Linked DNA regions of Mus musculus: region 2 is linked to region 1. The links are chromatin contacts, called in public HiChIP or PLAC-seq maps. All regions are on one chromosome and are shown on one strand. The core of a region is the stretch at or near the end of the contact, and the rest is flanking DNA. Distances in the headings are between cores, read along the strand shown. Region 1 holds the start of Bpifb5 (BPI fold containing family B, member 5). Region 2 overlaps Cdk5rap1 (CDK5 regulatory subunit associated protein 1).

The links. HiChIP or PLAC-seq counts read pairs in DNA pulled down with a chosen protein or histone mark.
Region 2: a contact with region 1 is called in an H3K27ac HiChIP or PLAC-seq map of embryonic stem cells, with 13 read pairs. The contact joins the enhancer-like site here to the promoter of Bpifb5 in region 1. A contact is called at or near these places in 1 of 39 promoter capture datasets (embryonic stem cells), 2 of 484 Hi-C or Micro-C datasets (trophoblast stem cells and ventral hippocampal neurons), 8 of 115 datasets of contacts at active chromatin or transcription factors (astrocytes, embryonic stem cells and large pre-B cells) and 2 of 9 other capture datasets (adipose tissue and embryonic stem cells).

What each region holds. Positions count from the first base shown.
Region 1 is chr2:154,222,186-154,225,655 of GRCm38.p6, reverse strand. It overlaps Bpifb5 (BPI fold containing family B, member 5), which reads right to left and starts at 1,914. Exons shown (of 15, transcript NM_144890.2): 1 at 1,763-1,914; 2 at 502-718. The coding sequence starts at 1,871. It also overlaps a transcript of Cdk5rap1 not described here.
Region 2 is chr2:154,334,009-154,337,478 of GRCm38.p6, reverse strand. Cdk5rap1 (CDK5 regulatory subunit associated protein 1) reads left to right here. Exons shown (of 14, transcript NM_025876.2): 14 at 1,862-2,093. The coding sequence ends at 1,948. Among named protein-coding and RNA genes, the nearest start is that of Bpifb9b, 28 kb to the right of the region's middle. Within about 2 kb of position 1,673, at least 17 of the 459 cell types and tissues checked have an H3K27ac peak or open chromatin away from gene starts, as enhancers often do. A contact at or near this core is called in embryonic stem cells and trophoblast stem cells, where this site is marked.

The sequences.
Region 1 (3,470 bases), core at 665-3,164:
CCCAAGGATGCCCCATGAGGTGTCAATAGGCACCTGGTACCAGCATCAGAGATTGTTAGTGAATGCTAGGCGCAAAGGCTGAGCCCTGCTTCCAGGAAGCAGCTGAAGACCCCTGTCTTGGCCTCCATTCTACAGGGAGGCCACTGGCTCTGGACACTTTAGTGTGGCTGTGCTGACAAGACCACACAATTGGGAAACTTGAATCTTGAGATATATTCATGTCATCCAAAGGCCGGCGGTTAACAGAAGCTATTTTGGAAACATTATTCAAATTTATAAAGCATAGGACTGACTGAGGAACCACAGAGGGGAAGCCCCTGCTTCCTTCCTAGAGGGATTTGGAGAGGTCTGGAAAGGTAGCCACACAGTAGGAGGACCTGCTTCGTGCATTCAAGGCTGAGGAGATGCTGTGGACCCCAGGTTGCCTGCCCACCTCTCCTCTGCTTGACAGGGAAAGGCCTGAGGGAGAAGAGAGGCCCAGGCTACCGCATGGCCACTCACCCGGCTGTCGTCAGCAGTTTCTTCAGCTCAGGCATAGTCTTCCCAGAGAGCAGGTCCCCCACCAATGACAGATCCAGCCCACTCTTCTTGTCAACGAGCTCCTCTCTGACGAAGGGCAGGGAGTCCATGACAGACACACCCTCACTTGGGGATCCAGTCACAGCCATCCTGATCATACCCTCCAGGACCTGGTTCTCTGATAATAGATTTGAGATGTCTGGGGACAAAAAAAAAAAAAAAAAAAAACTCCTCAGGGTCCATTCAGCCATTCAGCAAATAGCCACTGGCACCTGAACCCAGCTAGAAGATAAGACAGCCATTCAGCAACAAGTTCTTATGAGGAGACCAGAGCTCAGATCGCAATGTATCGCCCAGGCTGGTTTCAAACTCCTGTGCTTAAGTCATTGTCCTGGCTCAGCCTTGCCTTGCCACCTAGCTCAGCCCATAGGTCAGTCTGCTGGGCTTAAGGAACAGCGTGGCTCCTGCTGCTGCTCTGGAGTTGACATGGCAGTCAGGGAGAAAGACAAACTAGAACTCATACCAGTCAGTAAAGTAAGTTTTAGAAGTGTTACAGAGAAACACTTAGACTCTAAGTGTGACTGGGGTGTGGAGGGCCTGCTTTGGACATGAGGGTCTGCTGTAAGGAGGAGGCTTAGGGCAGACACCCCAAGAAGGAGAAAGAACTCAGCTAGACCTAAGTCTAGGGAGAGCAGCAGCCCATGCAAATGCCTCCAAGGTCACAGATCCCCAAGCTGTGACAAGAAGCGCCCCGCAGACAAGCAGCAGGGAGAACAGCAGGCAGGCAGACAGGTTAGCAGGTGTATGTCTGGATAAGGCCATTGAAGAGGTTTTACCAGAGGGCAGTGGGAGCCAGGAGAGACCTGACTGCTACAGGGAGATCAGAGGATGTTTCTGCAGGAGAGGTGGTAAGGACTTTGTCTGCCAAGCCCAGTCAGAGCATTCTACATTGAGAAGGAGAGAAAGGGGGATGGGCCCACACCAGCCAAAGAGGCAGCGTGACCTCTAGTGACCTCTACGTGGTGGGCAGAGGAGGCAAGGGAGACACTGGAGGGTTTGAATGACAGGGTGAGGACTGCTCATGGCAAGAGGGAGGCAAAGCAAGTGTGAGAGCAGAGGAGGGGCAAGGGCAGCTGTGGGCAGCTGGTAAATGGACACCAGAGGGGAAGAAGCCCAGAGCTCTTGTCCACTGCTCTGCCTTCTCCAAAGTCATGCTTCTTCAAGCTCATTCCTTGAGATTCACCTGTTTCCAGCTGGCTATTGTTGATCCGCAGGAAGAGATGAGTGTGGGTTGCCCCTCGGGCTTGGGGCAGCACCCCCCAGCATAACAGCAGTGCCCACAGCAGCAGCATCCCTGCTTCAGAGCCTGCGCCCCGGCTGGCCAGGGGAGTGAGAGCTTAAGTCCTCTCGAGGGGCCCGCAGCCCCGTGACCCCACTCTGTGCCCCGCCCCCATCCTTTGATGTTCTGACATTCCTGCGCGGGGCGGGGCCTGACTCCCTTATGGATCCAGCTCTCTCAGGCCTGTGACACCAGCTTTCTTAAAGGACTACTCGTATACACCAAGCTCTGAAGTGAAGGGTGGGCACATGGTGGGAAGCCAAGGCCCCAGGCCAGAGCTTGGCATGCTCAATTCTTCAGCGGGAGATTTCACTTCTCTTGGCACTTTGCAGCCAGGGGCTTTTGGCCAAAACGGATAGAGCCTGTTACTGAGGCAGGGGTGGGAGGAAAACAAGCTCAGAATGTGGCAATTGGACCCCAAGGAGGAAGTGGGCTGGGCTTGGGCCCTTTTCCTTTGGCATATCTCCACCTCTTGTGTGGAGTACAGAGGCTGCTAAAGATGTGACTGGCATAGATCCCAAGGTGGTAAGGGTGTGTGTGTGTGTGTGTGTGTGTGTGTGTGTGTGTGTGTGTGTGTGTGTGCATGTGTGAGCTGGTGAGGCGCCTGATGAAGCTGGTAATGTCCACCTTGTTCCTGCTGTTCCCATGTCCTTCCTGTGTATGTCACCTAGGCTCTTAAATCATTTCTACTCAGATGTGGTCACCAAAGTTGCAGACAGGTCCTAAAAGAGCTGAGGAATGGAGAACAAGCCGAGTTCGTTTCCTTCTAAGCCTCACTGGGAATACGATAAACCTACCGTGGTTTTGGGGAGATGGTGAAGGTCAGCGGGGCAGCAACTGTGGAGTAGTAAGCACAGGCCTGGTGCACAGGAAGGCTTAGTAAGCCGTTATGATCATGCGCGTTCTATACATAAGGGAGCCGAGACACAAAGGAGTAAGCACCTCCATCAGGGCTGGGTAGCATATCAGAGGATGCCAGAGGATGCCAGAGGAAGCTGGGGTTTGATGCTGGGGCCCAGAAAGGACCCAGAGATTGGCTGGTTCTGCCACAGCAGTTCCATGACAGAGCAGCCTGCCACCTACCTTTATGGAGTCCCTGTCTTGTGGGAACCCAGCACCCCTTGCTCCTGCATGCCCCTGACTATGTGAGCATGGCTCCTTCATTATCGGGTGGTGCAGCCACCAACAGCTGTCCCCAGTTGTCGTGGGATTTTCAACAGAATTTTCTCCTTTCAACTCAGGGTGCAAGCAGGGCAGGTGTTAGCGCCAATTTCCTTTTCTTTTTTGTTTTAAACTTTTTTTTTTCTTTTGAGATTATAATATCATTACATCATCTCTCCCCTTCCTTTCCCATCCTTCCCTCAGGAGTTCCAGTTTTCACCTGGATGCTCAGGCTTGAGAACTGGTGGAAGACAGAGTTCCAGGAGACAGCAGAGACGTAGGAAGCACACAGGAAGCACGAGGCTGACCATGGCTTGTTCTGAAGCGCTTCCTTCAGCCAGCAGGACAAACTGTCAGCGAAAGTTCACAGATTTGATGGAATATGTTAGAGAAGACTGGGTTCTATATTTTAAGATTTTTAAAAAAATTTATGTGTATGTATGTATGTATG
Region 2 (3,470 bases), core at 424-2,923, 110 kb before region 1:
GTCCAGCTTGGTCTATAGAGAGTTCTAGGACAGACAGGACTACACAGAGAAACCCTATCTTGAAAAATAAACAAACAAAAATCCTAAGGATGGCTTTAACTAGGTCAGTTTGCATCCTAAGTCATTCCAGAGGCTGGAGGATGGCTCTGTGCAGGGCAGCTCACAAGGGAGCTGACAGTTGGAGCTGAGAAGGATCCATCGTCTCCTCAGAGAAACATGAAGAGCTGCTGCTGGGGATGGATCTGGACTTTAGTTTGACTTTGTTTTTGTCTTTGTTTGAGACAGGGTTCCTATCTCTATATATTAATGGCTGTCCTGGAACTCACTCTGTAGACCAGGCCGTCTCAGAAATCCACCAGCCTCTGCCTCTCCAGTGCTGGGATTAAAGGCGTGCGCCACCATTGCCCAGCTAACCATTTATTTATTTATTTACTTATTTATTTACTTATTTATTTATTTATTTATTGAAGGAGAGCAAAGAAGTAGATTGAGGTAGATGGGAAGGCAGGGAGGAACTGAGAGGAGTAGAAGGAGGGGAAATTGTATTCAGGATATTATGTGAGGAAAAAGTCTATTTTCAGTAAGAGCAAAACTTTTTTTTAAACCACAACAACACATTTATGACAAGTGCAATATAAAAATTTATATCCTCTATTCAAATACTCACAAGGCACTGTTTCAAGGACATTACAAATTGTGTATTCATTGGTAAAATCCATTTATTTCATTTTTTTTTTGTTTGTTTAACAGCTGGGATTTAAAGTGTTAGAGATCTGCCTGACCCCAAAGGAAAAATACTCACAGTAACAAAGTGCCACTTCAGAAGAACATACATATGCGTCAGAGTCATTGTGACTGTTGCCTTAAATCACAATACTAACTTTCCTGGCTTTTCAAAAATCATAAAACTCACTTTGTAATTTTACATTATAAACCTACTCTGTATGTAAAACACAGATATGTCTAACAAACAAATACATTCATTTGGGTACCAGCCAGTAACTGAAAAAATTTTTTAAAAGACCCTAAATTTATTATTTCAAAAGGACATTCTAGATCCCTCCATAAATGGAAAGCCAGAATTTGTGACATAAATAGAAAGTAATTTAAAAAATAAGCATAAAAATAAGCATAATAGCCGGGTGTGGTGGCACACGCACCACCCAGCACTCGGGAGGCAGAGGCAGACGGATTTCTGAGCTCAAGGCCAGCCTGGTCTACAAAGTGAGTTCCGGGATAGCCAGGGCTACACAGAGAAACCCTGTCTCGAACCCCCCACCCCCCAAAAAAAGCATAATGAAAACAATGTCACAAAACTCCATCCAGAGCTGGTGGCCAACACAGGGCTCTGGAGGCCCCTTCTCTGTTGGAAAAGGAAGTGTTCACAGAGTGTAGAAAGCACCAGCAGTCAGGGAGATGGTTTCTGGTCTCCGTAACAACAAACTGAAGGGAACTGCGGAGGGAAGAAAGCTCCCCTCTGGGTCCACTGCTGCATTACTGTGGCTCCCAGCAGGCCCAGGTGTGTCCTGCTATGCCCAGTCCACTCAGGAGCCTGTGGCTCTGTTCTCCCTTCCTGTGGAAGGCTGGGCCCTCTCCTTAACGCTGGGCGAGCCAGAGGTCAGCTCAAGCTGAGCTGATGGCTCCAGCCAGTCAGGTGTGCAGCCATGTGCCCTGTCAGAATACTGATCACTGCAGTTGGGCCTTCCAGGCTGGCTGGATTGTGTATTCCGTTCTGTCTGGCACCTCTTCCTTTCAGGCTTGAGGCGGCACAAGCACTGTGCACTTCCTGTCATCTCCATCCAAGTCCTGTCCCCATGGTGCTGTCAGGTTACCTTGTCTTCTATGATGGGTTTTCTTTCAGATCACCTCTGCCAGCTCTCAGACCCTGAAAGGACACATTCTCTGCAGGACCACTATGAAAGACTCATTGACGTATTGCACGACCTGAGCTGCTGGATTAGGAGTGGACTTGGGCAGGTTTTTCTCATGCTTTGGAGACATGTAATAGTCTTGAAGCACCTTTGCACCAAATGGAAGAGTACATTTCTTTGTTGTCGATAGAACAACTGTTACAATAATAAATTTCATAAATTAATGGCTTCCTTGTCTACTTTTTTCATTTTTGTCTTGGCTTATTTGTGGGGTTCTTCCTGTCTCTCTGTTGGATGCTTCTCAGCACGAGTGTTCTGTACTGCTATTTACTCAGCCGCTAACCACGCTAACCACCATCGGTTGGTTGGTTGGTTGATTTGGCCTGAGGATTTCCCTCATGGGCATCTTTTCAGCTTTCCCATTTAGATGTAGAAGCACTTGGAGTTTTTGAAAATGTTTTTACCTATTAGTGGGCCATCTGAGCAGTGGTCCTTGGCTTACCACTTACCATTGTAGTCATTTTCATGAAGTTAAAACAAAAAGCAAGAAAATCAAACTGAGATAGTAGCATGGGATATTTAGAGCTGGATTTCAGTTCAAGTCCCACCTCCTTTAGCATTGTAGGAGGCTCTGTGTATAACTCTGGTATAGTGCTTGCCTAGAATAAACAAGGCCCTGGGTTAGATCCCCAGTACTGTGTGTGTGTGTGTGTGTGTGAGTGTGAGTATGGTGTGTGTGTGGTGTGTGTGTGGTGTGTGTGTTCATGTGTGATGGGGGTGCTGGTGAAGAAAAATGTTTAGAGAGCTCTCACCCACTCACCCCCCAGGTAGGTTTTTTTGTAATGCAGGCTGACCTTGAGTTTGCCTTTCCTTACTTCTGAGTGATAGAATTAGAGGTATGTGCCACCCATCACACCAGGGAGGAACATCTGGGGATCACATCTAGAGCTTGATGCATTCTGAGCAAATGATCCTCATAAACTGTAAGCTCCTACCAAATGGAAATAGTCCTTGAAAAATATGCTGCTGAAACAGACTGCGTATTTGGGCATCCTGAGCTGTTAATTGTGTCTGGCTGTGATCTGCTTTGGACACTCTGCTGACTAGCACGATAGATAGATAGCTCATGGGAGTTTGCTTTGGTGCTGGCTCACTTCTGGCCAGTTGGTTCTATTTCAGTGTTCATCTTGAAGAGTTGTTAGATCAGAACCGGTCTCTACTCTTGGTCACATGTAGTGCTGTACTAGCTCTCTTTACCAAGTCTGTTGTTCTTGTTCCTTTTACCCCAGCCACCAAAGAGACTTGGTGTCTGCCAGAAAGATAAAGAAAACAACAGAAAAGTCTTCACCCTAAATTTATAGCACTAATATGAACCTTTAAAAGATTTTTCTACAAACAGGTCTGATTAACTCAAAGATGGCCCACAGATATCGTCAGCTCGAGAAGCTATTGACAGGTTTTAAATAGGAGAGTTGGTTGCTTAGTTTCTGACTTAGTTTCCCACAAATGTGTTTCATCCATATTTAAACACTCTAAGATAGCCTAAGTGTGGATACAATGGCATTCTTTTCTACCTTTTAAGCCTCTTACAATTAAAAA